Regions from separate parts of the Salmo salar genome. Here region 1 is linked to region 2. Evidence: chromatin contacts called from public Hi-C data. All regions are on one chromosome and are shown on one strand. Each heading gives the region's core, a stretch centred on a gene start, on an enhancer-like site or on the middle of the called end of the contact. The rest is flanking DNA. Distances are from core to core; before and after follow the strand shown. Region 1 holds the start of LOC106613723 (protein strawberry notch homolog 2). Region 2 overlaps LOC106613723 (protein strawberry notch homolog 2).

The links. A called contact is a pair of places that touch in the nucleus more often than the background predicts.
Region 1: a Hi-C map of muscle shows a contact between it and region 2, with 4 times the contacts expected there. The contact joins the promoter of LOC106613723 here to the enhancer-like site in region 2. A contact is called at or near these places in 2 of 3 Hi-C or Micro-C datasets (gill and muscle).

What each region holds. Positions count from the first base shown.
Region 1 is chrssa10:19,883,102-19,886,743 of Ssal_v3.1, reverse strand. LOC106613723 (protein strawberry notch homolog 2) reads left to right here and starts at 2,348. Exons shown (of 29, transcript XM_014216274.2): 1 at 2,348-2,685.
Region 2 is chrssa10:19,805,887-19,809,754 of Ssal_v3.1, reverse strand. The region is part of intron 4 of LOC106613723 (protein strawberry notch homolog 2); the gene reads left to right. Among protein-coding and RNA genes, the nearest start is that of LOC106613722, 55 kb to the right of the region's middle. Within about 2 kb of position 2,039, at least 4 of the 13 cell types and tissues checked have an H3K27ac peak or open chromatin away from gene starts, as enhancers often do. A contact at or near this core is called in gill and muscle, where this site is marked.

The sequences.
Region 1 (3,642 bases), core at 1,099-3,598, 77 kb before region 2:
TTTTAAGTCATTGGCTTCATCAATAAGTGCATCGATGACGTCGTCCCCACAATGAACGTACGTACATACCACAACCAAAAGCCATGGATTACAGGCAACATCCCCACTGAGCTAAAGGCTAGAGCTGCCGCTTTCAAGGAGCGGGACTCTAACCCGGAAGCTTATAAGAACTCCCGCTATGCTCTCCGACGAACCATCAAACAGGCAAATCATCAACACAGGACTAAGATCGAATCGTACTACACTGGCTCTGACGCTTGCCGGATGTGGCATGGCTTGCAAACCATTACAGGCTACAAAGGGAAGCACAGCCGAGAGCTGCCCAGTGACACGAGCCTACCAGACGAGCTAAATAACTTCTATGCTCGCTTCGAGGCAAATGGCACTGAAACATGCATGAGAGCACCAGCTGTTCCGGATGACTGTGTGATCACGCTATCCGCAGCTGATGTGAGTAAGACCTTTAAACAGGTCAACATTCACAAGGCCGCAGGGCCAGATGGATTACCAGGATGTGTACTGCGAGAGTGCGCTGACCAACGGACAAGTGTCTTCTCTGACATTTTCAACCTCTCCCTGTCTGAGTCTGTAATACCAACACGTTTTAAGCAGACCACCATAGTGCCTGTGCCCAAGAACACTAAGGTAACCTGCCTAAATGACTACCACTCACATCTGTAGCATGAAATGCTTTGAAAGGCTGGTCATGGCTCACATCAACATCATTATCCCAGAAACCCTAGACTCACTCCAATTTGCATACCGCCCCAACATATCCACAGATGATGCAATCTCTATTGGACTCCACACTGCCCTTTCTCACCTGGACTAAAGTGACACCTATGTGAGAATGCTATTCATTGACTACAGCTCAGCGTTCAACACCATAGTGCCCTCAAAGCTCATCAATAAGCTAAGTAACCTGAGACTAAACACCTCACTTTGCAACTGGATCCTGGACTTCCTGACGGGCTGCTCCCTGATGGTAAGGGTAGGTAACAACACATCCGCCACACTGATCCTCAACACAGGGAACCCTCAGGGGTGCATGCTCAGTCCCCTCCTGTACTCCCTGTTCACTCATGACTGCATGGCCAGGCACAACTCCAACACCATCATTAAGTTTGCCGATGACACAACAGTTTTAGGCCTGATCACCGACAACGAGGAGACAGCCTATAGGGAGGAGGTCAGAGACCTGGACGTGTGGTGCCAGGACAACAACCTCTCTCTCAACGTGATCAAGACAATGGAGATGATTGTGGACTACAGGAAAAGGAGGACCGAGCACGTCCCCATTCTCATTGACGGGGCTGCAGTGGAGCAGGTTGAGAGCTTCAAGTTCCTCGGTGTCCACATCAACAACAAACTAACATGGTCCAAGCACACCAAGACAGTCGTGAAGGGGGCACAACAAAACCTATTCCCCTTCAGGAGACTGAAAAGATTTGGCATGGGTCCTCAGATCCTCAAAAGGTTCTACAGCTGCACCATCGAGAGCATGCTGACGGGTTGTATCACTGCCTGGTATATCGACTGCTCGGCCTCCGACCGCAAGGCACTACAGAGCGTAGTGCGAATGGCCCAGTACATCACTGGGGCCAAGCTCCCTGCCATCCAGGACCTCTATACCAGGCGGTGTCAGAGGAAGGCCCTAAAAATTGTCAAAGACTGCAGCCACCCTAGTCATAGACTGTTCTCTCTGCTACCGCAAGGCAAGCGGTACCGGAGTGCCAAGTCTAGGTCCAAGAGGCTTCTAAACAGCTTCCACCCCCAAGCCATAAGACCACTGAACTGAAATGGCTACCCAGACTATTTGCATTGCCCCCCCTTCCTTTCTTTTACACAGCTGCTACTCTCTTGTTATCGTCAATGCACAGTCACTTTAATAACTCTACCCACATGTACATACGTATTACCTCAACTATCCAGATATAGTCTCGCTATTGTTATTTTACTGCTGCTTTTTAATTACTTGTTACTTGTTTTTTATTTGTATTTTTTTATGTATATATGTATACTTTTTTAAAAACTGCATTGTTGGTTAGGGGCTCGTAAGTAAGCATTTCACTGTAAGGTCTACACCTGTTGAATTCAGCGTATGTGCCTTATAAAATTAGATTTAATTAAAAGTAAGAAACTGTTATTTTCAAAGCCTGCAACGAGTTTCTAGCCAGAGCGAGGGTATTTACTTACTCCCCACATCACCATGAATCTCATGAAGAGGATTTTCGAATTGCTCAATTTAACCAGCAGGAGGCGTTGTAAGCACTGTAGTGATCTTTGATTTTAGGGCCTATTCAAAACAGCGGAGAATAGGCAATGTAGGCAATAGACTGTAGTGTTTGAATTGGCTAAATTGTGTTAACAATATTTCTTGTAGTGTTTTCTGTACTTATTTATTGTTCTTTTCGTTTTTAATTGTCAAAGTTACTTCGGCAGATAAAGTATGCTGTTTGTTATCCACGAACCTCAAGCCACAATCACAGAGTAGCCCACAGTGTGACGACAGCAGCGGAACTATCTGCTTTCAATTCAAAATGGCAGCGTCTATCAGGAAGTGAAGAAACAACTGAAAATAATAAGTTGGATCGAATTCCTTGTTTCGGTTCATTTAACTCAGGAATTCGATTGAAAACATACGTGTGATCTGAGCTGGGATTTAGAATAAGTAACACATTCGTGGTAAGTTTAATTTAAGCGTTTCAGAAAGATAAAACACGGTGCGAGCGACACATCGGCAGCGAATGTTAGCTAGCTAGCTACTGTTAGCTATCAATTCCAAACTCCAGCGGCTCGAGCCTTGTCAAGCAGCTTGATTTTAGTTAGCTTGGTAGTCAGGCTAGTTTGTCGTCGCACTTTGATAGCACCAATTTGTTTAGCTAAGTAACATTGGTGAATGTATATATATTTTTTTTTTCATAGTTAATGCTGCTGAAATGTTGTGGAATGTCCATATTTTTGTTTGTCCAGGTTGAGGTTCGCAAAGTTGTACATTTTCGTTTTGCTGTCGTTATCTCTTACCCAGCTAGTATTGCTAACGCTTTGTGGTACTAACTAACTCAGCTAACACCTTGGCCTGGCTAGTGGTAGCTAACAAGCTATCTCTGTATTTGCACTGCTAAGTTAGCTAACCTAGAGAGTGGAGTAGGGGGAATAGCTGGAGGCGATATGTGTCACTAGCTTGCCTGGATTGTAGATCACGGACAGCTGTGAGGAGGCATTGACCCCCTACGCGTTAGTCATGCTTATCTGAGTATGTGTAAAACTAGTGGAACTTTATAGCCCTAGCCGTAGAAATGTTAGCTATTGAGTCTGCCTGCAGTTGATACTGCTTTTTTTATGTATCAAATTGTATTTGTCAGCTTGTCGATTTTAGAGTGAAATGCTAGCTTGCTTATGAGACCTTCGCAACAATAGAGTTTCAAAATATCAACACGAGGAATAAAATGCATAAGAATGGAGCTAGTGGTTAGAGCGTTGGACTAGTAACCGAAAGGTTGCAAGTTCGAATCCCCGAGCTGACAAGGTACAAATCTGTCGTTCTGCCCCTGAACAAGGCAGTTAACCCACTAGGCCGTCATTGAAAATAATAATTTGTTCTTAACTGACTTGCCTAGTTAAATAAAGATAAAATAAAAT
Region 2 (3,868 bases), core at 790-3,289:
GTCCAGCGACGGTGGGTTTGTGTCCATAGGCGACGTTGTTGCCGGTGATGTCTGGTGAGGACCTGCCTTACAACAGGCCTACAAGTCCTCACTCATGGAGGGATTGTGCGTTCCATCCTCGCAGTTGTTGTTGCCATCCTTCACCTGTCCCACAGGTGTGATGTTTAGATGTACCGATCCTGTGCAGGTGTTGTTACACGTGGTCTGCCACTGAGAGGACGATCAGCTGTCCGTCCTGTCTCCCTGTAGCGCTGTCTTAGGCATCTCACAGTACGGACATTGCAATTTATTGCCCTGGCCACATCTGCAGTCCTCATGCCTCCTTGCAGCATGCCTAAGGCACGTTCACGCAGATGAACAGGGATCCTGGGCATCTTTCTTTTGGTGTTTTTTTGAGTCAGTAGAAAGGCCTCTTTAGTGTCCTAAGTTTTCATAACTGTGACCTTAATTGCCTACCGTCTGTAAGCTGTTAGTGTCTTAACGACCGTTCCACAGGTGCATATTCATTAATTGTTTATGGTTCATTGAACAAGCATGGGAAACAGTGTTTAAACCCTTTACAATGAAGATCTGTGAAGTAATTTGGATTTTTACGAGTTATCTTTGAAAGACAGGGTCCTGAAAAAGGGATGTTTCTTTTTTTGCTGAGTTTATTACATCCAAATAGTTAACATTTTATTTAACAATCCCTTGAAAATAGCAAGCGGTTGTCAGTTGTTTTAGCGAAACTGGGGGTCTCATTGACCCTCAGCTGGCAAATCGAACATGCTACGCCATATTGTGATGTTTTATTGAAAACTACCTATAGGCTATTATAAAATAAATATATATGAAATATGATTATTGTATGGTTATTATGAAGCATATTGGTGGTTTTGTAGAGTGGGAGCTGGAAATGCTGTTGTTTCACGTTGAGCTTCATGGGCTGCTCGTCCCTGTTGGTGTCTGCCGGTCACAATTAATGTGACAAACGGCTGTCCATACAGCAGCCTTCCAGTAAGTCCTAGAACCTGGTAGTTGTGCACGACCACCATTCAGCACACGTCGTGTATCTGCGCTCTCCTCCTCTCTCTATTCCAAGTATAGAGGACAGGAAACAGTTATACATTATCTAAAAGGTTTTTGGTCAGAATTCATCTGTAGTTTATATGATTCATGGTCATTCATCTGATCACATGATATGGCTCCAAGGGTGTGCCAAGTTGATATTATCAACAATTTCCGTGTTTTGACCATAATGCCCATTTTTACGGTCATATTTATCTGAATACGAGCGTCATGCAGTGGTCAGCATCATGCTCTATTCTTCCATTGACGTCCGCCCAGTGAGTGTGTAGAGTAAACTTTGTCCTCAGTAATAATTCTCCGGTCCAGAGGGGGTGTGTGTGTGTGTGTGGATTGCCAGTTCCATGGCAGATGCCAGGGAGTCAGCACTATTTTAAGCCCAGAGTGTCGGCAAGGCATGTGTCTTACTGGAAGTGGCAGAGGGAGTGAGAGAATGGAGGAGGGAGACTCATTGGCACTGGGATCACTATGAGTGGTGTCCTCCTGTCCTGGGTGAGTCACTGAGTTAGAACTTGACAACCCCAGCCCACTGACTGACCACAGGTGGAACTTACTGACAAAGACTGGAAGGTTAGCTGAGTTCATGGGCTTTTGGTTTTGGATTGTGTGGGTTGGGATTTCAGAGGGGTCTTTTTTCTTCAGCCAATTCTATTCCAAATCAAAAAAGAAAAGATAACTGGTATTAAGAATGTTTCATGTCACTGTAATTTTCTTTGTACTGAAATATGTTTGTATTTAATATCTTTTGGCCTATTTAGTTTGCAAATAAGGACAATCTTAGCCTGCGCAATAATTACCAGGCAATTCTTTGGAATTGAGTTATCTGATGGGAACGGAGTTACTTATCTGACGTCAGATCCCCACCAAATCCACTTTTCTTGTGGATGCAGGCTCACACCTGCCCCGCACCCCAAAACACACACACACACACACTGCCACACCTCTGAATGCACAAGAAGGAAAGATTGGTAGCCTAGGCCAGGTATCTGCTTTCACCAGTCCAGTTTTTTCTCATCAGTGCAGAATCAGATGAACTGAACGAGACAAGGAAAGGAATCTACATTAAACAAGAGATACCCTCCGTGTGTGCCATCTCCTCTCCACCAAGCCCTTTTCTACTTCCTCTTGGCAGATCCCCACAGCTGCTGACATGGAGATCACCAGGGCCACTGACTGCTGCCCTCCTATTGGGCTAACCCTCTTCCCTTTTGCATGACTGGCTCTGTTATCATTTCCCGAACTATGGTGTTTTTTCCGATTTCTTATTATATCTGACTGTTGACTGAGAGCTTATACTTGTTGCGGAGAAGAAGAGAGGGGTTCCACATAAGGGAACTGAGCGTTACAGAACATTCGGATAGAAATGTGTTGTGTAAACCAGACATGATTCTCTGGTGTGTAGAACAGATTTAGCTCTATACATTACATTTCTGTTATCTTAACGTTGTACCCCACTGAATGCATTTGATGGTGGTGGTGTTGACTTATGTGGATTGTTATGAGTGTGTCCTACTGCCCCTCCACTTTCAATGGAAAACACAGCCTGAAAGATTCTCCCCGTCTCTCTCTGCCGACCCAAAACAGACAAAGCCATCTCAGCAGGCCTCCTAGCCAGCTGTATTCTTCTTTATCATTAACCTATAATCCTGACATGTCATCCTTTTATTATTGAAGAGTTAGGAAATATTGGAACGTTCCAGAGGCCAGCTTCCCTTCTTTCCTGTGGCTGGGCAGGACGTGAAGGCCTCTGTGGGTGTCCTTGTGCTGGGATGGGCTGTGTGTTTATAGGGCAGAGCAGTACACTGTACTGTATGTAAAGGATGTGGGTAACGTAGACTGCCTGGGATAACATAATCCAGACAGCTCCGTGCCTCCCAGGCTATCAGTCAGGCTCTGGTGACAGCAGCATGGACAGGGTTCCATACAGGGTCCACAAACATGACCCACACTGGAGACCGGTGGGGCTTCCTCCTCCCACTGTCCCTTCTGGCCCTGTCCCAGACAATGATCGAAGGTCAGTTTTGCGTCCCCTTCCTTGAATAATAAGGTTAGATGTTTTATTATTTTATTAGGATCCCCATTAGCAGTTGCGAAAGCACCAGCTACTCTTCCTGGGGTCCACACACATGAAAATGACATGATACAGAACATTAATAGACAACAAAAGCTCAAGGACAAATTTACATACATTTTAAAACGGCACACATCAATACACACAAAATATCTAGGTTAGGATTGGAGGAGGGTAAGTTGTTTTCACAAGCAACTGCTATTGGGAGCGTTTCACCCAGCTGTGTTGGCATCAGGTGCTGTGATGTTATCTTTGAGTCAGCAGGGTGGCGTATTGGAACATTACAGAACCACTTGGCTCCTAACGCCAAGGGATTTAAAGGGCCATGAAACGATAAAGCCGTACAATTGATTATTTTTAATAAACCACACAGCAGTATAGAAAAATAAACGAAGGAAAGAAATACTAATTTTTAGTCTGATTCTGCTAAAAATGCTAACCACGGCACATTTTGGGTAGAAAAACGTCCAAACATAACACCACAATAAGAGTTGGGTTAAGGTTGTCGTCTTGAGATGGACTGAATGACTGACTCTCCACTACCTAGGCTGGCCTGGCAGAGTAGAATGGGATTCCCTGGCTGCCTCATCAGATTTTCTGGAGGAGGAGGAAGAGTGGTGGTGAGGGTTTCAGGAAGTCTCTGCTTATTCCCTCTGGCTGAATGATAGGAGGAGGCGGTAGAAGTTATCCTGATATCCAGACCTAGGATCGGCTTACCCCCGCCACCAAATA